2 separate regions of the Sus scrofa genome follow, and region 2 is linked to region 1. The links are chromatin contacts, called in public promoter capture Hi-C maps. All regions are on one chromosome and are shown on one strand. Each heading gives the region's core, a stretch centred on a gene start, on an enhancer-like site or on the middle of the called end of the contact. The rest is flanking DNA. Distances are from core to core; before and after follow the strand shown.

What was found. Promoter capture Hi-C pulls out the DNA fragments that hold promoters and counts their contacts.
Region 2: a promoter capture Hi-C map of liver shows a contact between it and region 1, with 5 times the contacts expected there. The contact joins the promoter of UBE2M here to the promoter of ZNF444 in region 1. A contact is called at or near these places in 1 of 5 promoter capture datasets (liver) and 1 of 47 Hi-C or Micro-C datasets (heart right ventricle).

The regions. Positions count from the first base shown.
Region 1 is chr6:60,455,116-60,462,363 of Sscrofa11.1, reverse strand. ZNF444 (zinc finger protein 444) reads right to left here and starts at 4,357. Exons shown (of 4, transcript XM_021095118.1): 1 at 4,246-4,357. It overlaps LOC102159166 (a long non-coding RNA gene), which reads left to right and starts at 2,234. Exons shown (of 3, transcript XR_002344832.1): 1 at 2,234-3,271; 2 at 3,635-3,710; 3 at 4,265-4,349.
Region 2 is chr6:63,105,261-63,112,508 of Sscrofa11.1, reverse strand. UBE2M (NEDD8-conjugating enzyme Ubc12) reads left to right here and starts at 3,894. Exons shown (of 6, transcript XM_021097419.1): 1 at 3,894-4,438; 2 at 5,561-5,655; 3 at 5,764-5,802; 4 at 5,915-6,018; 5 at 6,312-6,375; 6 at 6,460-6,977. The coding sequence starts at 4,330. The coding sequence ends at 6,600.

The sequences.
Region 1 (7,248 bases), core at 3,108-5,607:
ATCAGAGGTCACCCCAGGCAGCCACTGTGGAAAATGGGTCGGAGGCGCCTCAAAAAATTAAAAACAGAAACACCCTTTGATCCAGCAATTCGACTTCTGGGTATGTATTCAAAAAAATACACGCACCCCACTCCCGCCCTGCTCATAGAAGAATCATTTACAACAGTGAAGATATGGAAGCAAGCTAAATGTCCACTGAGGAATAAATAAAGAAGATGTGAGATATACACAGTGGAATACACACACACACACACACACACACACACACACACACACACACACACACTGGAATATTATTCAGCCATAAAAAAGAATGAAATCGGAGTTCCCATCGCGGCTCAGCAGAAATGAATCTAACTAGTATCCATGAGGTTGCAGGTTCGATCCCTGGCCTAGCTCAGTGGGGTAAGGATCTGGCATTGCCGTGAGATATGGTGTAGGTCGCAGATGCAGCTCAGATCTGGTGTTGCTGGGGCTATGGTGTAGGCCAAGAGCTACAGCTCCGATTTGACCCCTAGCCTGGGAACCTCCATATGCTGTTTGTGTGGCCCTAAACACACACACACACACACACACACACACACACACACACACGAATGAAATCCTGTCATCTGTGAAAGTATGGATGGACCTTGAGGGCATTATGCTAAGTGAAATAAATTAGACAGAAATGTATAATTTCCCTTATATGTGGAATCCATCCCCCCATAAAAAAAGCAAAGTCATAGATACACTGAACAGATTGGTGGTTCCCAGAGGTAGGAGTGGGAGCTGTAGGCAAAATGGGTAAAAAGAGTCAAAACTCACAAACTTCCAGTTATAAAATAAATTCCTGGGGGATGTAGTGGACACCTTGGCAGTCACAGTTAACATTATTGTTGCATATCTGAAAGCTGGTGAGAGAGATGTTAAAAGTTCTTATCACAAGAAAAAAAATTCCAGGAGTTCCTGTTGTGGTGCAGTGGTTAATGAATCCAACTAGGAACCATGAGGTTGCGGGTTCGATCCCCGGCCTTGCTCAGTGGGTTAGGGATCTGGCGTTGCCATGAGCTGTGGTGTGGGTCGCAGACGCAGCTTGGATCCCTCGTTGCTGTGGCTGTGGTGTAGGCCGGCGGCTACAGCTCCAATTAAACCCCTAGCCTGGGAACCTCCATATGCTGCGGGAGCAGCTCAAGAAAAGGCAAAAGGACAAAAAAAAAAAGAAAAAAACTCTGCTATTATGTCTGGTGATAGACGGTAACTAGACTTAGTGTGGTCATCCTTTTTCAGCATATACAAATATTAAGTCATTTGTACACTTGAAACTAACATGGGAGTTCCTGTTGTGGCGCCGCAGAAACAAAATCCCACTAGAATCCATGAGGATGTGGGTTCAATCCCTGTCCTCGCTCAGTGGGTCGGGGATCTGGCATTGTCATGAGCTATGCTGTAGGCGGCAGAGGTGGCTCGGATCTTGCATTGCTGTGGCAGTGACGTAGGCCAGCAGCTATAGCTTCAATTTGACCCCTAGCTTGGGAGCTTCCACAGGCCGCAGGTGTGGCCCCTACAAAGCAAAAAAAAAAAAAGGAAAAGAAAAAAGAAACTAATACAATGTTATATGCCTATTCTAGCTCAATGAAAAAAAGTAAACTCAACAAAATACATTCAATAAAGGTCACTCTGGAGTTCCTGTCGTGGCTCAGTGGAAAGAAACACATCTGACTCGTATCCATGAGGACACAGGTTCGATCCTGCCCTCGTTTGGTGAGTTAAGGATCTGGTGTTGCTGTGGCTGTGGTGTAGGCCAGTAGTTACAGCTCCAATTCTACCCCCAGCCTGAAAACCTCCATATACTGTGGGTGTGTCACTACAGAGACCAAAAAAAAAAAAAAAAAAGAAGTCCCTCTGCTGTGAAAACCCATCCCTGTTATCCACTGAGGGTCAAGTGCCTCCGGTAGCTGTTACAGTGCCCTGTGTTGTCTCCATCAAAGTACCTGTAACACAACTGTCTATGCCCACCCAGCTGGACCGGGGACCCCGGATGCCTCGGATCACCACCAAGAGGCCTGCATCTTACACTGTCCCACCCATCCCTCCCAAGAGCCCTGCTGCAAAGAAGAGAAATGGGCAGAGAATGGCAGAGGCAGGATTTGAACCTGGAACTGTCTGACTCCAGGGCTCACGGTGCTGCAACTACTTAATGGCTAAAAGACAGGCCCCTGACCGGCTGTATAGCACCGAGAAATCTCTCAGTATTTCTGTGTGGCAATGGCTCTGTGTGTGTGTGTGTAAATGAGTCACTTTGCTGTCAGTGGAAATTAACACAACACTGTAAACCAACTCTACTTCAATACAATTTAAAAAGAGAGAGACCAGGCTCTGACTCCCACTTTCAATCCTACCCCCCTTTTTTTTTTCCTTTCATGGCTACACTCACAGAATATGGAAGTTTCCAGGCCAGGGCCTGAATCCAAGCCGCAGCTTTCACAACTGGGAAATGCCAGATCCTTAACCCGCTGAGCCAGGCCGGGGGTCACACTTCCCAAGTGACCTGACCCGCTGCAGTCGGATTTTTCTTCTTTTTTTTCATTTTTGGCTGCCCTGCAGCATGTGGAAGTTTCCAGGTTAGGATCAGCTTTGAACCACAGATGTGACCTATCCTAAGCTGCAGCAACACCGGATCCTTTAACCCACTGTGCCTGGCCAGGGATGGAACCTGTGTCTGGCAGAGGCACCACCAATCCCATTGCGCCACAGCAGGCGCCCCTGGACGATGCCATCTCTCCATGGTGCGACCTTGGACTTGTGACTGGCCTTCCCTGGGCTTCCTTCGCCACCTGCAGTATAGGTCTAACAGTAGCTTTCCCAACAGGGATGCCAGGAGGATGAATCAGAAGGAAGCATTCAATGAAGACCTGCCTGTCTCCCCTGGGTTTCCTACCCTTACACTAGTGTTATGTGGGGCTGGATAACTGCGTTGTAAGAGCCATCCTACAATGTTTGGCAGCATCGCTGGCCTCTTAGCAACAGATGCCAGCAGTATCTCCGCAACTGTGACTCCAGACAGCGCTACAAGTCCCCTTGGGGATGGGGGGGTGGCACAGTCGCCCCTGGTTGAGAGCCACCGGCCCAATGGACAAATATTTACTCAGGGCAAAGGGCTCTGGAGCAAATCCCAGTTCTGCCACCTCCCAGCTCTTCGTCCTTGAACAAGGTACGACGCCTTTCACACAGAGTTGCCCTGCCCGGGGTGTAAAATGGGAAGAGGAGTCCTACTAACCCAAGAGTCGCGGTAAGAATTCAAGATGTGGGGAAAACAAAGATGCTGAGAACAACACTCGGCTGTGCTAACCAAGCCCCCAACCGGAGCGAACCTTTCCTGTTACTGTTACTTTGTGAGGTGCTGGGGATACCGCCATAAACAAAAACACCTGCATTACACCGAAGTTCGAGCTGGAATAAGGGTTAAACCAGGAAATAAAACTGGGTGACTGGGGCTGACAGGGAGGAGGGCAGCTTCAGATGATAACAAGAGCAAACACAGCCTTGAAGAGCTGCACGCCCACGAACCTAATCCCTTGCAACAAGCTAGGCGGGGGGGGGGGGGGGGGGAGCTCCATCGAGACAGAAACAAGGCAATTCGTCTCATCCGCAGGAATCTCACAACTCCATGAAAGTGCGACCGAACTTGTACGGACACGCACGAGGGGAGCCACCTGCACCCCGCCCGCGTGAGGACCACCCCCCCCGCCCCGCCCCGCCCCGAGCCCCTTTCCGCAAACCTCTCTGACCGGCTTGGTCCTGCGCCCCCAGACTCCATCGCAGGGCCCAGCCCACCCCCCTCGGCCCTCCCCCGCCCCCTCCCTCAGTTTCCAACTCTCCCCGGCGTTCTCCGCCTCCGGGGCCCACACCCCCTCCTCCTTCCGGGCCCTCCCCCTCCCGTCCGCGCTTCCCTCCCCCTCCCCCTTCATCCCGGCCCCCTTCTTATTCCCTCCCGCCAACTCTCCCGTCCCTCCCTCCTCCGGACCCCTTCTCCCCAAAGCTCGCCCAACTGCCCCCCTCCGATCCCTCCCTCCTTTCCTCCCTCGCTCACCTTACTCTCCCGGGCGAGGCCCCCCAAACCCCCTCGCCTCCTCGCACATGCGCACAGAGCTCATCAGAACTCCATGCCCCGGCAGGCTTTGCGCCAAACTCATCCGTCCCCCTCCCCTCAACACTCCCAGAGACCCAGGGATCTGTTCCCCTCAACGGCCCCGCCGGCCTCACCTAGAACTACATCTCCCAGGAAGGATCGCAACAACGGTGGCTTTCTATTGGCTCTCGCCGTGGCGACCCACTCACGCCCATCTCCGAATGGCTCCACAAGCACCAGAACTACATTTCCCAAGATGCACCGAAGCCCTCCCAGCGACCTATTGGCCCTCGCAAACATGGCCTCTCTTACCGCTCCAGGGTTTTTTGGACTACATTACCCAGAACGCACTGGGGCCTTCCCATTGGCCGGGGCCTTCCCATTGGCCGGGGCCTGGGCCCCAGGCATGCGCAAACGTGCCAGGATGAGCAGCCGGTGGGCGGAGAGGGGGAGGAGCTGTGGCGGCGTTTCCATGGAGACCGAAGGAGGCGCGGAGCGGCAGGCCCTCGGGAAATGAGGGCCCCCAGGCCCGAGGAGCGGGAGGGCGAGGAGGAGGGGCCCAGGCCAGAGTTCTGCACCAATCTGGGCCTACAGGGTGCGTCTCCTTGACAACGGGTCAGGTTTCACCCCTCCCCCATCCGGGCAGAACAAGTGAGTGAGGTGGGAGAAAGAAGCCGGATCGCGGTGTGAGGCTGCAGCCGGCTGGAGGGGAGTGTGTGGTTCGAGGGCGGACCCAGGCACCTTGCTCATCCCTTGGGAGAATGGCAGGCGGTTTCTGGCCTCCGTTTCCCCCGTGTGAGTCGGAAGGGTGCTGCCTGCACGTCCCCGACGCACCCTCGTAGGTCAGGGTCTCAATCTGCACGTCCCAGCAAGGGCAGGAACTCAGAAAAGATGAGTTACAGTTCGATGCACAGACAGTTCCAGGCCTGAGGACAACAGGAGCCGCTTGGACCTAAGGCTGTGATTGCCTCCTCCCCACCTCGTCTCCTCGGGGCAGGGTGAGAAGGAGACTCCCCCGCCCCCACCTTCTGGACTGATGTGCAGACAGGGTGTGACGGTGGCTGGCACATCACAAGCATTCATTAGCTGGACAAGAACTTTTCCCCTGGTTTCACAAGTGGTCAGTGGCTGAGTCAGAACCTCCTGTCCGAGACTGGGTGAAAGCCAACCCCCTCATTGTCACCCAACCTACCCTGGCCCACCTCTCTGCCCACCTTGCCTCTCCTGCCCAATGTGTTCCAGCCACACCGGAATCTTTGCTGCTCCAGGAACACGATGTTCTTGTTCCCACTCACATCCGATTGCCCACTTGACGTCTCCACTTGGATTTTTGAACAGGCATCTCAAACCATAAGGTGGGCAGAAGAGAATTTTTGCCCCTCCCCCCAGCAAAGAATCTTGCTTTTCCCCCAGTTTTCTACCATGTTAGATGATAAACCCATCATCCATACAAATGCCCACCCCAAACATGGAAGGGTCGCCTTTGATTTTCTTTTTCCATCACCCTCTTCCAGGGTGGGGATTCATGAGTGAATACATGCAAAGCACTTAGAACACTGCTTGGCAGAGAGTAAGGAGTCGGTCAATAAACATTAGCTCTTTTTTACCTACAGCTGAGTCACTAATAAAAACAAGCCCAAGGAGTTCCCTTCGTGGTTCAGCAGTAACTAACCCACCGGGATCCATGAGGTTGCGAGTTCGATTCCTGACCTAGCTCAGTGGGTTAAGGATCCTGCGTTGCCAGAAGCTGGGGTGTAGGTCGCAGATGCAGCTCAGATCTCGCGTTGTTGTGGCCGTGGTTTAGGCCAGCGGCTACAGCTTCTATTCGACCCCTAGCCTAAGAACCCCTATATGCGGCGAGTGTGGCCCTAAAAAGCAAAATAAAATAAAAATTAAAAAAAAAAAAAAAGCGAGCCCAACCCAGGTGCAAATTTGACTCCCCTACTCCCCACCCCAACCAGCCCAGCCACCATGTAATGAAATAGCTTATTTCACCAAAGAATGCCCTCAACTCGTCACCTGTCACATTCCTGTGTCCTGGGCACCAATTATAAGACAGATTAAGGAGTTCGCTGTTGGCCTAGCCAGTGAAAGATCTGTCCTTGTCACTGCTGTGGCACGGGTTCGATCCCTGGCCCAGGAACTTCTGGGTGCCACGGGATTGGCCAAAATAATAATGAGGAGGAGGGGGATGTTGAAAGACAGATGCTGGGCAGGCTCAGAGGATACAGGTGTGGTCAGGGTCCACGGAATCCGGGCCCATCCGGTTTCAGCACCGCTCAGTGGGTGTTTTCACGGTTCAGAAAGCCATCCAGCACCCCCTAGCTTCCACACCCAGGATGACCAGTTAAACAATGTCTTCATCTGAATTGGGGGTGACCTGGCACAGAGTCCCATGGGAATAGTGAGGGCCCAATAAGGGGCGGTGCTGATTGGCCTAAGCCAATCGGACAATCTGTTCTCCTCGCCAGCGATTGGCTGAGGCCCATGGGTGTGACATCATTCTGACCAATGAAGTGTGAAGGCAGGTTTGTGGGGCGCCGGCTGGAGAGGTATCCCCGCCAGCTGTCCTTCTGCGTTGTCCTGTGTGTGTGTGTGTGTGTGGGGGGGTGCTGGGGGGGAGACACTTTAAACTCGCCTGGCATGGTTAAACTGAAGAATGACTGACTCTCGCTGGAGCTCCCCTACCTCCAGACACCTCTCTAGGTGAAATAAGTCCCCTCAAGCCCTTTCGAGTTAAGCTGTCAAAACTCACACACATAACAAGGGCCAGTTCCAAGCAGTTGCAGCCTGTACGGCTGCACAGAGTCTCAGGCTGAGTTTAATGCTCTCCTATGGCCCTCTTCAAATTCTAACGCTTTAACCATAGGGCGCTGCACGTTAAGTAGCCATTCGTGCAACATCACCTCTGTGATTTATGTGGAATCCACACTCCACCGCTGTTTCTCCAGCATTCAAGGGTTCCGTAATTATTGGTGAGGAACAGAAGGAAGGAAAGACTGAAGGAAGGACTCCCTGGATGTCCTCCTGCCACGTCTAAACCTGCTAACCTTGCACATCCCTCAGTGATCAGCTCAGATGCCTCCTCCTCCAGGAAGCCTTCCCAGACCATGTCCTCGGCGTGGATGAAGGGCCTC
Region 2 (7,248 bases), core at 2,645-5,144, 2.7 Mb before region 1:
GGAGGCCTCCACCAGGCCTGTGTTAGGTAAGGAGACACAGCTGGCAGCAGCTTACACGAGGACAGACACTGCCAGTTCAGTCCCGTGTCCTGAGAGCTGAGGGCGGATATCTCTGGAACCCTCCTGCCTCCTCCTGGGCCATGGCTTCTTCTGCCCTGTCCTCCCCTTCTACGGCTCCCATTGCTCGGGCCTTGACATAGCCCCCCAACCCACCCGTGGGTGCCAGAGACAAGGGGGTGAAAGGCAGTTCCAAAGAGGGGGGTCTTCGTGAGGCAGGATCTGGCTTGGGACCTAAACCGCACTCTAGGCAGCTGCCAGCCTACCCTCGACCGAGGCAGTTCCAGAAACAGCATCTCTAGGCGCTTGAGTCCAGGCTTCTTCCAGAAGTGCATCTGGACCTTCCCCTGCCACTCTGGGTCACTCTGACTCCCACAAAATTTGGGCCCTGTATCAGGAAAGACAAGGCAGCCTGGGCCAGAGCTTCCTAAGGAAATGCTAGAGAACGCTTGCTCCCTGCCTCAGCCCCGCTTCCTCTCCTCCCCTAAACCTCTCCTTTCCCCACTCCCCACTACTCAGGCCCAGCCAGATCAGTCACTCTGGCATCCACCGTATCTGGCAAAGTCAGCAGTTCCCCGACGCAGGAGCACTCCTGTGTAGCATGGTCATGGGTGGGCGTTGGGGTGGGGGGCAGCCCCTGAGCCCTTTGACGGCACCCACTGTTCTGACCACAAAGGGGACTTCTGAGAAGCCTGGTCTGGGATCTGCAGAATCAGAGGGGAGAGGAAGGTGTGAAGCGGCTGAGAGAATCAGAGCAGGGAGGGCACAGGAGCGAACACTGAGGGAGCTAGCGGTCTCAGGTTGGAGAGATGCTCCCGGAACTTTCTAAACCCGGTAACGTGGATTTTTTTTTTTTTTACAAGCTTATGTGACTTTTATAATCAGACACAACGAGAACAAGAAAGCTCTCATCTTTGGTCATCTTCCTGTTGATCACGAAGGGAAATCTGTCCCGATACAACTACATAAAAACATGAAATTGGAGTTCCCGTCTTGGCGCAGCAGAAATGAATCTGACTAGGAACCATGAGGTTGCAGGTTCAATCCCTGGCCTTGCTCAGTGGGTTAAGGATCCAGTGTTGCCGTGAGCTGTGGTGTAGGTCGCAGACACAGCTTGGATCTGGTGTTGCTGTGGCTCTGGCGTAGGCCTGCAGCAACAGCTCCGATTAGACCCCTAGCCTGGGAACCTCCATATGCCACGGGTGCAGCTTTAAAAAGACAGAAAGACAAAAAAAAAAGAAATTCCACAGAGGAAAAATTACGATGACCATGAAAAGTATGGAGCCATTCAGTCAGGGCCCCACACCTAAAGCCCTGAGAAGTCCAAAGACCCACCTGCCGAACCAGCCCTAAGAAATAAACACAAACGGCTTTGTAAGAACCGTCCATGAAAAGCCATTTCTGCAGTTGGTGGGACACTAATCCAATCATGTGGCTGCGGGTTGAGAATCCAAGGGCTGAGGGTAGGGAAAGAATGACCCCTTGGCCCCACTGGGCCAGAACCATAGGAGGAACCCAGAAGAGGGATACCCAAGCCCTGGTCATCTAAGAAACCCACAACAGTGCCCAGCCTGTCCTGGACTGACTGTACCTGTGCCCACACTGTTCACTCCCAAGCCCAGCCTCTCCATGCCACATCCATCCATTCTCACCCAAACCCCAGCCTCCTGAATCTATCCACTTCTCTCCATCTCCCATCACCGTTCTGATCGTAGCCATCCATGTCTAGGCTGGAGGCCCACAGCCCTTCAGCCCCCTTTTCCTGACTGCTCCTGCTCCCTCATTCCCAAAACAGACCCTTTCTTCCCGGGTCTCAAAACCATGATAACAACCCGGGTGCACGTCCACCCTCACAACTCACTAGCCACATTCTGCACAGTCACTCCAGGGCACTGGCCCTGACCTGCCTGGGTGAAGCTTTGTGCTGTCTGAGAGGCTGCAGGCCCACGGGATACATGCACATGTGCTACCCAAACCACCTGTGTCCCTCTGCCACAAGGGCGACAAGGAACATACAGCTTAGCTCCATCACTTCCAACCCAGTGCCCCGCCACAGTTAGGCCATCCCCTCCTCCCTGGTCCAGACACCACAGTCCCCTTTGCCCAGCATTTTGCTCCATGGTTAAGTCTTAGCTACTGTTTGGTGGGAAGCCACAAGACCAAGATCATAGCTTTGACTAGTCCAGTGTCACCTCTCCAGGGAACCAATACCCCATCACCAGATGGGACCTGAGCTGAAGGGCCCCAGCAACTGGCCTGACTAGTGGACACATGAAGTAACCTGGACAATTGAAACTACGCCGAGACTTGGTAAACCGCGAGACAGTCATCAACCCTCATGTCCTGTACAAAAACAATCAGTTAAGAGCACAGTGGATGAAAAGAACGGAGGAAGGGATAGAGGAGGATGGAAACTGAGTCCAGAGGGGGCCTCCGGGTCCCAGGGCCAGCCATGTCCGAAGCCTGAAGCTAGGATGATTGCAAGCTTGTCAACCCCCCAAAACCTGAGCTGTTTGAGGCTTCTGGTCCCTCGTCCTCACCCTGGCGCCTCTCCAACACTCAGCTCTCAAGGGAGTCAACCATACTGGGACTGTGAGGCTAGGGCTAGAAAGCTGAAAGAAGCTTCTGGGATGGTGGAAGGCGAATGGAAGGACCGAAAGGGAAAGCGGCTGCGCAGACAACACTGGGATCCAGTCCACGGAGCCCAAGAACGCCGAGGGTGCCTGGGCAGGGCCTCCGAGGAGGCTGGGCCCGGGATGGAGGCCAGACCAAGACCCAAAGGGATGGAAGCGACTTCCTGGGGTGAGGACGGAGCCCGATCGCCCGGCAAGAGGCCAAGGATCGTGCCTGCCGGCCCCCAGCGCCGCGCCGGGACTACTTCCCACAAAATGCCTCGGTAATGGCGGCACGTGGCCGCAGTGACGGAATGGAACAGGCGACGGGAGCCGCATTCGGACGTGAGAAGGCTGAAGCGCAGAGCCCCGGCCGGCCCACGAGCCGGGTCGCCCGCCCGGACCAGCCCTTTCTACGGCGCTCACAGCCTGACAGCACCCGTGGTAACATCCGGAAGTCGGTGAATCCTTCGGCGCTTCCTCCCGCCCCGCCCACCGAGGCACGTTGAACTGTGATTGGAGGGGAGGCTAGCCCCGCCCACAGCACGCACACCTCGAAAGGGCGTAGGGCGCCTCTGCCAAACAGGGGACACGCGCTGGGAGGCCGTGCCCCATGTTCCGTCTCCCGTGTAAATTTTCGCAGTGCTTGCTATTCTCTGCCACAGTACATGTTTTATTCGTTAGTTTACCTAAACCGGAGTCTCTGCGAGCGGGTTCTTCGGTTTGCAAGGGGACACGGAAGGTGCTGGACCCTGCACCCTCTAGGCCTTGCTCAGGCTCTGGCCCTGACCCTGCCTCAGCCTATGACCCGCAGGGGCAAGCACCTTGTTTGACCCACCTTCGCTGCCGTCCGCACGACTGCAGATGGGAATGGCTGGACCACAAATGAAGCGGCCCGCATCTGCCCCACTTAAAGACGGCCGCAGCACCGCCCCCTCCCTGGCTCCGCGGGCGTCCCCGGAAGTGACCACGGGACGGTCTGCACGGACGGAAATGCCCGAGCCTAGCCGAAGCAGCCCGATCCCCAGTCCCACCGAGAGGCAAGGCAGAGGGGCGGCGGCGGCGACGGCTGCTGCGCAGGCGCACAGAGCAGTTCGGGCGGGAAGAGCCGAGGCGGGCAGGCGGCGGAAATATCCGAAGCGGTGGGGCGCCCGAGGCCGTTGCAGACCTCCGCGCCGAAGCCGCCGCTGCCGCGGAAGCCGACACTCCTTCCGTACGCGGCCGCCTCCCCCGAGGCCCTCGCCTCCCCCCTTCCACCTCTAGCCGCAGACGCCCCTCGCGCAGGGAGCGAGGGAGCGCGCCAGCGGCGTAGCCAGAGAAGCCGGCGTCCCCGCAGCAGCTGGCCCTCAGGACACCGAAGTGGGCGAAGGGGAGGAGGGAGCGGCGGGTGGGGCGGGGCCGAGCGGGCCCGAGGACAGCCGAGCGGGCCCGAGCGCTGCCGAGCGAGCCCGAGGCGCCGGGCCAGGCCGGAGCCGACTACGGGAGCCGACGCGGGCCGCGCGGTGGGCGCGGAGCGGCGCGGCAGGCCGGGCGGGTGGCGGCAGCAGCCAAGAAGGCCGCGGCGGCGGGTCCGAGTGGCGGAGGCGGCGCGGGCGGCGGCGGGGGGCCGGGTGGCCGGGGTCCCGGGCCCCGCAGCGGCGGCAGCGGCGGCGGCGGCAGGATGATCAAGCTGTTCTCGCTGAAGCAGCAGAAGAAGGAGGAGGAGTCGGCGGGCGGCACCAAGGGCAGCAGCAAGAAGGCGTCGGCGGCGCAGTTGCGGATCCAGAAGGGTAGGAGGTCGGGGGATGAGGGTGGAGGTCGGAGGTCAGAGCCTGGGTGAGGGTGATGTGGTCGCCAGGGGGGTCAGAGATGTCGGAAATGGGGTTGCGGATGTGGGGATTGGAGATCGGGGCCCTGGGGGTGGGGGTTGGGGGTAATACAGTCATTGGAGGGGTCAGAGATGGGAGGCCTAGGATGGGGCGTTTAGGGAATTCCGAATGCCAGGCGTTTGATACTAGGAACCGGGAATCTGAGGGTCACGCAGTGGAGGGGGAGGACCAGGGATTCGAGAGTCTGGGGATCAGACGGGAACCTGGATGACAGGCAGAGGAGATACAGATAGCGGGGGCCGGGATTGAGGAATGGAGTGAGAGACAGTGTTTTATGCTGGAGCCATTAGGAATCAAGAGTCAGACGTGGTGAAGTAGGTTAGAGTCCTGGCATTCCTGGGTCAGGGGGCAGTCACATGGCAGTTTGGCTTTGGGGTGACACGAGGAGGAGAGGGATAGTGTGTGCCAGAGATTAGAGAAAGAGAAAGGTTGAGTTTAAACGATCACGCTGGAGATGCAGGTAATCTTATAGTCAGAGTGGTGTGGGTAGGAGGGCTGGGGACCCATAGATCTGAGGGTCAGGTGGGTACTTGGGTTTGGGATGACAAGCAGAGATGTAGATGAACGGTGGGGCTGGGGATTGGTGGAGGGAGTGATTTAGGGGGTGGGGAGGAATAAGTTCCTTGAGTGGGGACTCCTTTAGAAAGTGGAGGTTATGGCCAGGGATCCTGGGTGTGGGGTAGTCAGGGGCTTGATGGGGCATTTGGGAGTTGGGTTGGAGGGACCCAGGTGCTGGGACCTGGGACTTAGGGCTGTGGATTCAGAAACACTGGAGCTTACCCTAGGCAAGAAGCTCAGGTACAGCCACGATTAAACATGCAAGTTTGCAGTGTGTTCTGTAGATCCACAAGACCCTACCTGGGGATTGGGGAGCAGAAAGAGCAGGGAGGGGGTTGGGGATGTGGCCCACCGCCCAGGAGAGGCCCCTTCGAGCCCTGGCGGAGGCGGTGGGAGCTCTGCTGACGCCAGCCCCTTTTCTGAGCACCTTCCTTTCTATTTCCTTTCTCTGCTGTGTAAACCCAGACATAAACGAGCTGAATCTGCCCAAGACGTGTGACATCAGTTTTTCAGATCCAGACGACCTCCTCAACTTCAAGCTGGTTATCTGTCCTGATGAGGTGAGGGCACCCTTCACTGCGTTTCCTCAGGTGGGAATACCTGGTTCACCTGCCAGGCCCTGCAGGATGGGGTGATGGGGTCCTACTTCCTCTTCTCTTCCCTCACAGGGCTTCTACAAGAGCGGGAAGTTTGTGTTCAGTTTTAAGGTGAGTCCCAGGTGGACAGGGGTGGCTCCTTGGGCTGAGAAGGCAGCAGCGGAGGCTCCAGCCAGACACTGCTGGGGCATTATCCACCTCCCCTCTCTCTTCCTGGAGCCAGGTGGGCCAGGGTTACCCGCATGACCCCCCCAAGGTGAAGTGTGAGACGATGGTTTATCACCCCAACATTGACCTCGAGGGCAACGTCTGCCTCAACATCCTCAGGTGAGGGCACTAGCCCTCCGCTGCTCTCCAGCCCTGCCCGCCAGGCCCCCTTCATGGCCTTGCACTGCACCTGTCTCTGCCCCTTCACTCCCCCTTGTGGTCTCTGTCCCTGTCTCTTCATCTCCTCCTCATGGCTTGACCTTGGCTTTCTCCCTGGCCTGTCCTCTGCACCCTCCCACTAGCTTCTCACATTCACACTGTCCCATGCCCTGGGCTTGACCTGTCCAGTCCCAGCAGGGTCTGTGGCAGCTGCCCACTCACCAGCCCTTGACCATGATGCTGTCTGCCCACAGAGAGGACTGGAAGCCAGTCCTTACGATAAACTCCATAATTTATGGCCTGCAGTATCTCTTCTTGGTGAGTAGAGTTGGGGGCTGGGGCTGGGGAAGGTTGGCCCTCTGCTCCTTGGGCTTGTTGACCCCCCACCGCTGCTGGCCACAGGAGCCCAACCCTGAAGACCCACTGAACAAGGAGGCCGCCGAGGTCCTGCAGAACAACCGGAGGCTGTTTGAGCAGAACGTGCAGCGCTCCATGCGGGGTGGCTATATCGGCTCCACCTACTTCGAGCGCTGCCTGAAATAGGGTTGGCGCCTACCCACCCCTGCCGGGGTCACTAGCCCGGGCATCCCCTGCAGATATTTATTGGGGGCCACAGGTGGGGGGGGCATGGGAGAGCCGGTGGGGGAATCCCATGCCCTGGCCTGCCACCCCTCCCTGCCACCCGCTCCTAGTTTGTTTTTTTTTAAACCACCATGTGATTAAGGTCGGCACTGCCTCCCCCGACCAGCTCAGCGATGGGAAATGAATTGGCTTGTCTAGCCCCCTGCTGGGTGCTGTCCAGCCCCACTATACTGGGCTCTGGGGTGGGTAGCCAAGGGGACTGGATGGCCGGGAACCCGGCACCCCACCCCTCCACCACTGGAGGTCCCACCAGGCTATTAAAGGGGAATGTTACTGCATGGCCTCTGCCTCTTCCTTTTGTGGGCTGGGAGGGTCAGGTGATACCACCAGGGCTTCTGCAGCAAGAATGGTGGGAGTTGTGGTCACAGGTGACATTGGAGCACCTCAGCAGGTTGCCCTGTATGCGAGGCAGCCCTGGGAGTGGTGGGGGGACCGAGACCCCCGCCTCCGGCTGAGTAGGATAAATCCCACTCGGGGATAAGAGAGGGTCAGAATCTAGTAAGCCAGCAGAGGGGAAAGTCCGCACCTCTGTTAAGTCCTGCCGTGCCG